Regions from separate parts of the Anas platyrhynchos genome. Here region 2 is linked to region 1. The links are chromatin contacts, called in public Hi-C maps. All regions are on one chromosome and are shown on one strand. The core of a region is the stretch at or near the end of the contact, and the rest is flanking DNA. Distances in the headings are between cores, read along the strand shown. Region 1 overlaps PPP1R12A (protein phosphatase 1 regulatory subunit 12A). Region 2 holds the start of PPP1R12A (protein phosphatase 1 regulatory subunit 12A).

Region 1 (7,033 bases), core at 4,076-6,575:
ACTGGTGTTCAGATAGTATGGGTGGTATACAGTCCATCTGGGATGTAGACTTCTATATCCCAGCTTTAAACTGTGTCTGAAGCAAGACATCTGTACTGAACTAAATTACCGTGGGAGGGAAATAGGCACTTTTAGGGTGACTCAGATGTCAGTGTTAGCATGAAGTGAATCCAGCCCAAAGGGAACTCCTTTCCATTGAAAGCCTAGAATAACTGAAACAAGAGTAAACAACTATACTGTGTTACATAAACCACCCTTTGCATCTAGTTCTGACCTTTCGAACACCCTCCTACTATGCCAAATATCTGAAACTACTTGTTAGGATAAGGATTCTTAAACTGTTTTAGGTCTGACAACCAGTCAGGAAACTTTAAGCTCTCTGGTAATTTGTGTGCCCTCCTGAGAGCACCATGCGGGTAAGCATTCATGTAACAGTTAATGGAAAAGTATCAAATTTTGATAGTATCATTTTAAAACATATATCCTAAATATGTCCATTTTACTTCTATATAATGGCTAGGGCAATGCTAGCAGTGACATCTTTGCAAGAGGGACTGGCCTCTAAAGAAGCATATTGATTCATTTTTCTCTGATTCATTTTTCTCTGATCCTTTTTAACTCCTTACATTGCTATTTCCCATTTTGCAATCCTCTAGTGGTTTTTCCAGGGTTTTTGAAAATTTCAGGTTTTCCCATTCCACAGATGGGAGAACATTCAGATGTTGTTGACTCATTGTCCTGAATCTGATAGGCATGTATTACTATCCCAAAACTCTTAAATACAAGAAGAGGGATGGTGTAGTCTGAGTTACATCGTACGCTGAAGGATGATGTCAGTTTGTGAAGACAGAGCCTCTGTGAGGGGCGTGCTAGGGACCTGCATCTCCATTACTTCTGGCCATCTTACTCTCTCTTAAGTCTTCCTCCTACGTTACTTTTTTGTAGCATTGATTTTATATCTCTAAAACAGATTTACATAATGTAATATTAGATGAGAATTGCTTCAGGCTTTGTCATGATTTAATTTGTACGCTTAAACCTGTTTAATGCCCAAAGGAAATGTTGAAAAGAAAGTGGTGACACGATATACAGGGAATAAGAGATGGGTGCTAATACATCGAAGCAGACTGTAGATTCAACAAAGGCTTTGATTCAATTATTTATTGCTGTTAACTTAATTTTAACTGATAGTTCTTATAGCTAGCACATAAAAGACTCCGGATTAGATAGATATGAATATTTTTTGTCTATTTTAATTAGTTTGGAAAAAAGCACAGTTCTTTTTTTTTCTTTTTTTTTTTTCTTTAAGAATACTGTTAATCCTTGCTGGAGAGTCACTTCTGGCATGTACCTCAGCCTAAATTCTTTGGGTAGTTTTTGATACGTTTGACTTTACTGGCATGCTATATTGATTGGCTGTAGTTCTTCATAAAACTGACATCATTCAGAAAAAGAGTTATCTTGTAAAACCTCCCTTTTATGTTAATGATAATATATTGTTATAAGTTTTTTATGTACATTTTTATAGTGCAGGTTCAACATTAATTTTTATTCTTTTTTCAAGTTTAATTATTTGGAACAGCCCAATTGTAAAATCAGCATTGGTAACCTAAACTAAATGTCACAATTCATTGAAAATTTCAGTGTAGTTTACATATTTTATAAAGCTTACAGTAGAATATCTATGGCACTGTTGTTACAAGCCTGAGAAGAAAGGAGATGTTCCCACAGTGTAGCTGTTAGCTTCCAAAGGGATAATCCAGGCTATTTTAAAATATTGAATTTCAGTTGTTAGGGAAAACCTATTTTTCAAGCATTCCTGCTACATGTTTATGCCAGTTACTGGACTGGCTGAAGGTTTTTCAGAAGACTGGTCTCTCTATGGTGATTCAAGAAATATATTGGTTGAGGGAGGCACCATGTAAGGTGAGAAACTTTGTAGGACTCCGCTTTGCAGTGGTTTGACTGCCCTCTGGAGAACAGGAGACTTTGTGTTGTCCTGAAGAGTGACCACACTTCGAACATTTGTGACAGCATTTCTGCCTTCCTGGTGCTAACGGTGCTCTAAAGTCTAACCTACATACATAAATATGTATATGTGTGTATATATATATATATGTACACACACACATATTTATATATACATATATGTGCATGTATACTTGGAACTGGTATTAATGCTTGCTTATAGGCCTGTTACAGAACTTGGAAAAGTCTATATTCTTTGCTGTTAAATCTATCTAGAACTAGTTTTGTAGGGTTTCAACCTAGGTATTTCACGTGTGCTTTGTTTTATATAAATTATTCTTTTCACTGTTTTATATATACATATTCTTTCATATGGAAGATATGTGTGTATATATGTGTGTGTGTGTATAGAACATATATATATATTCTACCTAGCTTCTTTGACTGCAAGACCACTTAGGAGTTGCTGTTTTGTAGAAATAGGGAAGAAGGCATGTAATGTAAAACTAAGGGTTTTTACTTGCAGGGATAAAATCACAGGAAATATTTAATGATTGTAAATGAGGATGGAATAGAAAGGGTATGAATCTGAATATAAAATGGAAGTGTATATCTTAATAAATCACAAGACTCAGGAGCCAGCATAAAATAATGTGCATTTGGTGGCATCCTTAACTTGCACATAAAATAATATTACATACAGAATGACTGTTTAGCCATGATCATGGTCACTTGAAAAGTGCCCAATTGTACATATGTTGTAGCTAGAGAAGTTCAGATTTCTAAAATAATCATTTATGTCAGTGGGGAGTTAACACTGACATATTGTGACAGTTTCATCTTTGAATGCACATGTGGTTAAATGCAAATATGCTTCCAACTTTACCATTGCTCCTTGTGTAAAATAAAGCAGTACTGCAGTTTTGATAAACCAAATTGACTGTGGGGTCTCTGGAACACTAAACCCTATTTCAGTGTTACTGGTAGTGGAAAATAAGCCAATTTATTTTTAAAAGGAACAAATCTGGGTACCAAAAATCTTATCCCTGTGTAGGTATAACATGCAGCGTGACAATTATGTAGACATTTTCTGTCTCATTCTTGCCTATGGCAACTTTTTACTGTGTTCCTGCATTTATTATAGTGTTGTTTTTTTTTTGTGTGTGTTGCTTAGTTAATGTGATGAATATGGCTTCCTACATATTGGCATCAGCAGTCAGGGCTATTTTGTGGATCACTCTGATCTGATTCATTGTGATTTCAGATATTTTGAAGTGATGATGTTTGACATTGTTTCTGTTAGAGATCTGAGGAGAATCACCATGCTAGCTTATCCTTTTTTTGCTGCTTCTGCAGACCTTGAGTCTATATAGGAAGAGTTTAAATCAGAGTCTTTCCGTTCAGCCTTCATTAGTTTGTATTTATGACCAATTTTCACAAACATTGACTTACATTTTAAGGACATATCTAACAACAGCACTAAAAATGGGAGCCTCTGGAGATGCTAAATTCACAGACAGAAATTATAGAATAGGATACAATTCAGCTCTATGTGACATTGCAGGCTTAATACAGAGAAGGATCCAAAGTGTTTGCGCATCCTGTTCTAGCATTCAGATTACAAAATCTGAACTGTCTAGAGAGGAGGTGGTCAACTATCCCAATTAAGCTTCCCGTTCTACATGTCCTTTTGGTTGGACACGAAATAACAGACCTTGCCTGTTATTATTGTCCTTCTTCAGTTATTCTCATCTCTGTGTTTAACACTTCTAAACTGCGACCCTTGGTTCATGCTTCTTCTCTCTTTTCTTGTGTCCTCTGATGTGGGCCACAGGTCCCCCAACACGACCACCTTGTATTCTGCTGAGCATACAGCAGGCCTTCGTTGATATAATGGGCTCTGCAGTCATTCTCAACTAACGGACTTGTTATCCTATAGATGAAACCACAGCACTCTGATAATAGGGAAAGCATTTTTCTACCTGAACCTTCAAAGGAAGATTAAGATTTTTTGCTGAATTTTGTCTAATTCGGACTAATTTTGCAACATTCTCTTTTTATATTTGTTTTGTTATATAAATAAAGCTACATTTATTACATTATTTCTAGAGTGAACAGTTAATGGATTAATTATTTTTAAGCTTAAAACACAATTTAATTTTATACTTCATGAGAAGGTAAATTAAAAATATGCCATAGCAATATATACAGATTTTTTGACACAGATCTGAACAAAACACTTCACTGGTAGCAAAAGTAGTTGGTTTATGGAAGTTATGTAGGTGCAGTGCTGAACAACTAGTCTTTGCACACCATATGTTTTAACTGTTTGGCGTGCTATACAAAAACTTCTCCTAGCACCTTTTTTGATGTTTCCTCCGTATGTCGGATGGCTTTATCATGGACCAGTCCCATGTATATAGATGCCACTGCAATGCACAGCATTTTTAACCTTTACATTAAAAGCACTATTTCCAGTTTCTTGATGTGACCCTTTTTACTTATGCTCTGTGGCATATCAGCATACCATAGCTATGGAAGCTGTCTTTTGCTAGTAAAGTCTTTTCGTATGCACTGGTGAAAGCTGGCAGACTTGAGAGCTGTTTTGCTTGGCCCTGGCCACAATCCTAGCTGCCACTTTAATCACATTTAAAGCCGGCCAGCTCTAAATGCTGCCTCTCCTTCAAGTCTTCAGTAGGGTTAAGCATTGGTCTGAAGCGATTTTTTTAGTGGTGGCAGGCTATTTATCATCAGAAGTCTTTTAAAAAGTGTTTTTAACTGCTCAAGTGGTTATTTTGGATGGTAGGCTACATTCTCGGGAGGTGAGCTGGTGGGGAGAGGTGATGTGAGGTGAATCAGGAGGTGAGGATACAGCGCGGCACTTCCTCTGTGGCGGGAGGCAGGCCGCTTCTCATTTCCAAGCAGAAGCCAGTGTTCCTCATTCTTAATTATAGGTAAATGTAATGAGGCTCTCTCCAATGTATTGCTTAACTCAGCTTTGTTTATGCGGCTGAAATGCGAACTATTACGTTTGTATATAAACATTAACTCGATGAAGTCAAAAAGCGGGCCGCTGTTGCCGGCGGTATCTATGAAACATGCCTTTATATGGCCGAGCCGCGCTCGGGCTCTGATTCAGCGCCTCAGGTCCCGCTCAGCTCCGCCGTCTGCTCCCCGCGCAGCCCAGCGTGTCGGACCTCCTCACAGCTGCTGACTGACACGCCTTGATAGGAGAAATGAGAGCATTTCGCTGTAAATTATTACTGATCGGAGCCGTGCCTGGGCTGCCAGAGGTTAACGCAGGGGTGTTGGAAGCCAGGCTGGAGCCGAGAGGCAGCAGCACATTGCCATCTACGGGCCGGAGGCAGAAAGTGGTGGTGGAAAGGTGCGGCAGCGGGATCCTTCACCCTGGCGTCTCCGGGCAGAGTCGCAAAAGCAAAAGCAAGGAGGAAGGTCCATATAAGGTATAATAAAGGCTCTTCATGTTCTCTTTGCTGTATTTAATAATGGGAGCTATATTTAGCTTATCTCAGAGCACAGCCCTTTTTCTGTGACACAAAGTTCGTAGAAATACCCATTTTCGTGCCAGTTAGTACCGTGAGGTGTTTTATTTAGACCGGCAAGATTCTCTTACTTTCATCTGTTGAAACACGATCAGAAATGTACTGTCTTGTAAAATAACGTATTGATGCAGCTGTTGGTCCTGTACAGCCTTTATGTCTTCTTTGGGCTTCACAGACACATTCATTTATGATACTTACAGGGTATTATATTTAACATTTATTACTTCTTCTGCCAAAGCACTGATATTTTGTCATAATTATTTAGTTCTCTAGGCCTACGTAGAAATTATGGTTAAACATTCGCCATTGGAATTTCAGGATCAGGCTTTTGGAGGAACGTTTTCTCAAAAGTGCTTCAAAACAAACAGACACGTGGGCAATTTTCCGTTGAAAGGAATTTATGTAGGATTGTTCGCCTGCAGAAAGTTGCTTGTGCCACGAGCATTTTCACTTAGAACTCTGGCATGCAAGAAGGGGATGGACATAAGTGTGCCTAACGTGATATATAAACCACTTATTGGCATAATTGTGCCTGGCAGGAAACACTAAAATGTAAATGATTTAACTCCAGAGAATTATTTTCCCAAGATCTGCTGATCTGCACTGCTGTGTCATTCTGAAAGAAAATGAAATGTAAAGGCCCCAGAAATTTACAGTTTGCACTAGTTCATACATACAATATGTAGAAGTCTTCTGGAGGAATGAGAATACATGATTATAAACACATTATTGATTCAGTTTCTGGGTTTAATTCTTCATATCGGTCAGAGTTCTAAAGATTTTTAGATATGTGAAATTTAATCTCTGTTCAGATTTATTTGTCATGCATTGGGTTAAGATGGACAGTTTTAGAAACATACATTTCTTTAATTTTTACCCTACTTTCTTTCAATATTTTAGCTTCTCCATAGGCTCTGCTTAGTGCTTCAACAATCATATCTTCCTGTATCTTGCAGACTTAACCCAGATTAATGGGTTTTCAGCAGTTTCTATTATTTTTTATTAAATTGCGGAGGCTGAAATGACTATTTTAGCAGATTAAGTGAATGAGTCTAGAAATTCAGTTGACTGCTTAAAACACTTAATGTATTACATGCCTATGTTATTTTACGATAGTAAAGTTATGTCTTTAAATTCATCCTTGACATAACATTTTACCAGATCTTCTTACTGAACAGAATCTTTTGTCCAACTTTGTGGGTGTTTTTTTGCAATTAAATTCCTTCTTGCATATTTGTTGCTATGGAATATCTGTTATGGTTTGAATTGACTGAAGAATACAAAAAATAGTCTATTGTAAATTTGCTTGTAGCTAATTTGAATAAAAAGGAAAGCCTCGGGTTCTGAAGTTGCATTATATAATATTGTTTAAAAACAGAAAAAGTTGAAGTTATTTATGAAAAAACCATGACTTTTTCAGGTATGGTGGTCTTTTCTTAGTTTTCCATGAAATGACTATTTAGATCTTAGTATTGCTTGTACGTATATACCAAAAGGGAAGA
Region 2 (6,286 bases), core at 1,354-3,853, 69 kb before region 1:
AAACACACACACACACACAATGATCTAATGCCATTTTGTGACATTGTTTTGTAATCAAACCAACCAGTAATGCCTGTTTCAGGGAAAATTTTATACTCAGTATTAACATGGTCTTCAAAGTGAGCCTTAATATACAGGGTTTGGGCCCGGCCTCTGTACAGATGAATTTCACTAGATTTCTGCAGAAAGTATTTGTCTATACCTTGTCTATACCTCTATACCTTTGTCGATACAAGTACCTTTCTGTACTCTATACCTTTCTGTAGAAAGGTACTTGTCTATATTTATCTCAATTGTATGTGTTCATCTAAATTAGTACTGAATTAGAAGCTGTAGAGGGTCTCATCTCTCGGGTACTCTGATTTTACACTGATAACAAAGACATCAAACTGGTATGATTGAGTATGGCCCAGTATGCCTTTACTACTGGAAATATAAGCTTTTGTGAAATTATAAGCTTATATGAAAAAGGAAAAATAAGGAAGAAAAATAAAAACAAGCATTAAGAATTATTATTATTTCTCTTATCATTCTTGCTCTGAAGTGTGGCTTAATTTTGTTGGATACAGAAAATGGGGACAATTGCAGAGATGAATGAATGTACATGAGTGACAGCTATATACTTTTTTATTTAAGAAAGATCATATGCTTTGCTAAATCACATTCAAGGTACAATTAAAATAATTTACTGCACAGCACACAGGTATCTGGGAAAGGCACATATACCCCTATATACACAGAATATCTGAATTTAAACCAGCTGCACAGATGAATCATACATTGCTTGTGGGGTGTGTTAAAAGGCTCAAACATGACATAACTCCCAAATAACGAGGTACAACCAAAAAAGAAAAGAAAATGAAAAAGTCAAGAAAAAATCAAGTCAAGAATGTAGAACATCCCAATAGCTGCAGTGTGAGAAAAGATATTTGTCAAAGTTCTCTGTGAAGCTGGAGATGAATCCGTGAAAAATGCCCTGGAGAAAGGAATCAAGAGGAAACCTCTGCATTTCCCTAGCAAGCCAAGGACAGTGAGCTTAAGGAGCTCCTTAGTACCCATGACCAGAAAGAAAAAGCAGAGCTTGAGGAAAAAATTCAAGGAGTGGGCACAGGAGTCCAGATGGAAACCTAAAAAAATGCTCCCTACAAATGAAATTCCGGAGATGGCATTTCAAGTAAATACCTATCAGTTTGCCTAGAATTACTTTGCTGTCAGTAAAACACTTGATTCTTGAGTTAAATCCTTGCTGAAATCAGTATACTACATTCTTCAGGTATGTGATTTCTCTGAAGAGCCAAATTTTCAGACAGCTGATTGAGCTGGTTCAGAGGGAAAGAGTTCTGCAGGGTGCTTGGGAGGGTACACCCACAATACTGGAGACACCTGGGGACAGAGGACGTTCATTCGTTTTTGTGGGAAGGTACTTTCCTTACAGAATGTCATTGGATTGAGAGTCTGTCCCCAGGGAAGGATGCCCAAGAGGACAAGACCACAGTATGCAGCTGGATGCTGCACAGATCCTCTCCTTTGCCACAAGTCTGGAGTGGCAGCCAAGCTGCAGGCTGGTAACTGTGAGTGTTGGGCACCACTCAATTACCCGTGTGAGTAAAAAACACTACAAAGACAACTTCTAAAGGGGATTATGCACAATCAGGTCCAGGAACCTAAACTGTATGTTTGAGTAGACACACGGGTCATCAATGAAAATGTATTAATTAGATGCCAAGTCATTGTTCATCCACCTATTTAGACTGCAAGACTTTCTTAGGCAAATCTCTTGTCTTGTCTACCAGGTACTGACTTTCAAACATCCACAATTGTGTTGCTCCTGCAAATTTTTGGTGGGCTGCATGTCACGCACTGCTGTGTAGGAAAATGTGAGGGATACCGCACAAATAGTTGCAGGTGAGAATCTGCTGTGAAGAGCACGAGTGAGAACACACTGCTGAAGGTACATAACCTGAACCATCGCTTCTCATGCAAGGCACTGACATTCTTATGGCTAAAAGCGGAAATAAGAAGGCAGAGCGGGCTCTGTGGCCGCCCACCGTAACGAAAGAAGGAGACATTATAATTAAGGAAAGAACAAACCATGCAAAATTCGAAGAGCGTGAGGTTTTGGTGACCCTCTCAAACTATACTTTGCTTCCTGTAATTACTTGAAATTAAAACTTTTTGTTCCCAGTGAGCTTAAAACCACGTTTTATCTCCAGAGATGCCTCAATTTAAGCAAAAACGTGTGTTGTTTACAGTCAGAAAAACACGCTGTGCACGGGGAAGGGCGCCAACTGCACGGCATGGCTGGCTTCCTGGAAACCGTGTGTCTTGAGGAAGTACACTTTAGGGTCTGCACCTTCAAATGGGGCGTGTGTGTGTGTTTTAACTCGTGTCACACCACCAGAAGAGGCGAGCTCCAGGCCCCTTCCCCCCCACAGCCCTGCCTTGAAACCCCCACCCCCCGCCATGACGCCACTGGCCGCACCCCCCGCGCTCCCCTCCCCTTCATCCTCCTCTCCCCCACCCCGCCCCGCCCCGCCCTTCCCCGGCGCTGAAATCTCGCGGGATTATGCTAAGGAGGCCGGCGGCGCCGCCCCGCCCCTCCCCTCCGGCTCCCTCCCGCTCCGCGCCCTCCGGCTGGGTGGGTGCGCGAGCGAGCGAGGGCGAGCGCGGGCCGCGGTGCGCTGTGGGATCGTGGCGGTATAAAGCCTATCCGCCGCGCCGCGACCGCCAAGGGGGCCCGGCGGGAGCGGGGCATGAAGATGGCGGACGCCAAGCAGAAGCGGAACGAGCAGCTCAAGCGCTGGATCGGCTCCGAGACCGACCTGGAGCCGCCCGTGGTGAAGCGCAAGAAGACCAAGGTGAAGTTCGACGACGGCGCCGTCTTCCTGGCCGCCTGCTCCAGCGGCGACACGGAGGAGGTGCTGCGGCTGCTGGAGCGCGGCGCCGACATCAACTACGCCAATGTGGACGGGCTCACGGCGCTCCACCAGGTCCGTGCGGGCGGGGGGGGGGCGACACGGGGCAGGGGGCAGCGGCCGGGCCCTCCCGAGGCTGGAGAACGGGGGACGGGGCAGGTGCCCCCCCGGGGGCCCGCAGCGCCGGGGCGGCCTCCCCCGAGGGGGTCTCGCCCCCCTCTTCCCCTCCCCTTCTTCCTATGGGGCCGGGGTCCCGGGGGCGGCTTCCTGCTGCGCCCTGCGGAGCCGTGACCGTAGCGGGAGGGCTCCTGCCCGTAGCCATGGCTCCTGCCGCAGTGTGGGAGCCGAGCGGGGCTGCGGGGCTGCTCGGCCCGTTCGCTGGGAGCAGCCCGAAGGAATCCGGATGGCTTTGTTCTGCCGTGGGGCTGCGGCGAGGGGAAGGGGAGGGGGGGAAATAAAAAGGAGGGAGGGGGTGCGGGGTGTGGGGGGCGCTGCCCGGAGGGAACTCGCGCTCGGGGCAGAGTGGGGGGGGGAATGGAAGGGAAACTGGCTGTGAAGTTTCCTCAAAATGGATGCTTTGTGCATGTTGAAGTTCATAGCAGTCTGATTGGAATCTCAAAACGTTAGCCAAATAAGGAAAGGCTGTGGCAATCCGGAGATAATGCGGGTTTGCCTGAATAGTTTTTCTTTCTCTAGAAGGCCGAGAGCTTCGACGCGATATTACATTTGCTGGATGTCCAAAAAGCAGAAAAAAACACAGTCTTTGACAGGCTAGCTTCTTGTTCCTGAGTTTAGCGGTTGTTCACTCTTTCAAGGAAAAGGAAAACGGTTGGGATGTAGGTTGATCGAGCAGAAATCTTCCCCAAACGGTTAGGTGAGGACACGGTTATGTCGTGCTTTTCTCAAAAATGAGGTGGCGAATTCAGTGCATCTTACCCACCCCATACAGATTTTTTGAGGATGTGAATTTCTCCAAGCGTTAGCTGCCCCACGGTAATGAAGTAAGAAAGGACAGAGCCAAATTCTGAACATAAGATGTAATTTTCTACTACTTTCTGCCCTGTTTCCTGTATGTAAGTCATCTCTCATTTGGCGGTGGAAAGGGCTGGTTTACTTTCAGTTGTGAACTGAACTGGAAGAATGACTGCATGTTGTGGTTAACTCTGTCACAATGTTTCTGCAGCAGGCTTACCTGACTCCAGGCTACCCTGTCACTTTCAGAGTGTGTTGCCTATGTTTTTTTTGTATTTATTCTTTTTGAATCAAGTTATGATTGCTTTGTGCATGAGGGGAGCTCTGTATTGGAAGTCATTCCTTAACTGGTTAGGTCGATGGGTCTGCGAGTTACTGTGGGCCGGTGATTGGTAGGGAAGGATGACGTTTGGTTTAACTCCCTGAGACGAATGGTGCTGCTTTTCTCCATGGCATTTAGATAGCGTTTTCAAAATGTTTGACACCGTGGGCTGCAAAGCTTGCAGCAAAATTTCTCAGGAGTTATTCTACCCTTCTACCTGTAGTCAGTTTGCGGTTGGGAAGGGTGAAGTCTAAGAGAACGGAGGTGAAGATTTACATCACTGTTTAAACTCTTGCTCACTCTCCTGCTCTTAGTGATACCAAAGAGCCTTTTCTGGTCTTATGATATTAAACGCAAATAAGAAGATCAGTTGTGAAACGATAATCCTCTTGAGGCAGTCCAGGCATCTTATGTTTTTTTAAAAAAGGTGTGGAGGGGGGCAGACATAACAAAACAGTTGCAGGCAAGGATTTGTTGTTATGGTTTCACTTCATTATCATCGATATGTTTTCTCTAGTATGCCATATAAAAGGTGCAAATCGTACGTTATGCAGTCTATAGCATTGATTCATTTAATCAGATTTGGCTGTAGAATGGAACAAAGCTTTATCTGTTCCCAATGGAAACTCTTCAGCAACTACTCAGTCAGAACTGTCAGGAAGAGTGACAAATGTCAATAATGTTGAAGTCTGTTGTATTTAAGACTGCCATGGCTGCTGTTGCATTGTTGTTGTTTTTTTTGTTTGTCAGATTCCCTGTAGGTTTTACTGCTTCACAGGAATAAACTTGTCCACAAAGACAAAGTGACTCTACCTTGTTTGGGTAGGTTTTTGTCTTGCGTCTAACTTTTCTTCCACAATTATTAAGAACAAACACGTGTCTGACAGTATATGAAATGTTTAATTCCTATTTGGCCTTTGTTTTTTCCCCAGTTATATATAACAGTTATAGGAAAAGGCCTAAGCTGTGTGGCTTTTGTTTTTTTCCCACACCCCGGGTGGCTGGAAATGCTGAGGGGGAAGTACTATTAATCCTGAAATTCTGGTGAGCTTCAGATCTTGTCTTTAATGGAGCATCAAGCTTTGTTACTAAAGTAATTAGCTGAACTTCCCATTTCAGTGGGGTAAGATGTCATTACCCTCAGAAAGCTCTGTGTAGAATTATTTTCCTGACTGTGTACGGTGGGGGAAAAAATACAATTGGGTTGGTTTTGCTCAGAGGCAGAAGAGGGAGGGTATATGCAGGCATTTCATTCATCTCTCATCAGTGTTAGTGAGTGATTTCATTTTATTTCACTGCAGACTTCAGTGCATTATAGCTGAGGGCATATCAATTAAGTTGCTTTGAGTTAAATCTTGAACTGTGGAAAAACCCTGTTGTTAGATAGTGATTTTTATTCCTGTATATAATGTTGGATTTGGACGTTGTTTTCTTCATTTAAGAACTTCTTTCAGCATACATCCAGCTTAGGCCTTCAGCAAAAAAAAAAAAAGACAAAACTGGATATGCAATTTATCCATCTATGGGAGGATGTACATCGTGTAGCATGTTGCAGCAGGATATTTTTATGCATCCTGTTGCAGTATCTTAAGTTACACACATATTGTGTGTGAGACCAGAAAACCTTTATAAATTTATAAGGTCTAACTTGAAATCAGAGGTCTGTTCGATTAACTTGGAGGCTAAGTTGATAATGTTGTTCAATAGTGCATTCCCAGACAGCTGTCACGCAGGAGATGCAGCGTACAGATAGTGCAGCTTGTCTTATCTGCAGTAACAATTGGACTGGAGAAAAACAGGGCCCAGAGGTGAGCTGTGGCCTCCCAGATTAATGGCTGCTGCAGAGAGGGAAAAAGTGGCATATTCTGAAATCAGAAAAGACTGTGGTTTTCAGCAAAACCTTCTGGGGCATACTTATCAGAAGGGGGATTCAATTCTGTCCTGTTTAAAGCAAAGCACCTACCCTTCCTCGGGGTTTGTGTGCTCTTCCCTTGCCCTCCACGCAAGGGGAAGCGTTTGGCTTGCCCCGATTGGGACTTGCTGCTGAGCGACTGCAAGTGGCTGGCCTAAAAGCTGC

The links. Hi-C and Micro-C count contacts between places; a contact is called where the count stands out from the background.
Region 2: a contact with region 1 is called in a Hi-C map of subcutaneous adipose tissue, with 2.1 times the contacts expected there. The contact joins the promoter of PPP1R12A here to the enhancer-like site in region 1. A contact is called at or near these places in 4 of 8 Hi-C or Micro-C datasets (liver, skeletal muscle and subcutaneous adipose tissue).

Annotation. Positions count from the first base shown.
Region 1 is chr1:41,862,858-41,869,890 of IASCAAS_PekinDuck_T2T, reverse strand. The region is part of intron 3 of PPP1R12A (protein phosphatase 1 regulatory subunit 12A); the gene reads left to right. Among named protein-coding and RNA genes, the nearest start is that of PPP1R12A, 67 kb to the left of the region's middle. Within about 2 kb of position 5,325, at least 3 of the 8 cell types and tissues checked have an H3K27ac peak or open chromatin away from gene starts, as enhancers often do. A contact at or near this core is called in subcutaneous adipose tissue, where this site is marked.
Region 2 is chr1:41,929,607-41,935,892 of IASCAAS_PekinDuck_T2T, reverse strand. It overlaps PPP1R12A (protein phosphatase 1 regulatory subunit 12A), which reads left to right and starts at 2,603. Exons shown (of 25, transcript XM_027454353.3): 1 at 2,603-2,990. The coding sequence starts at 2,754.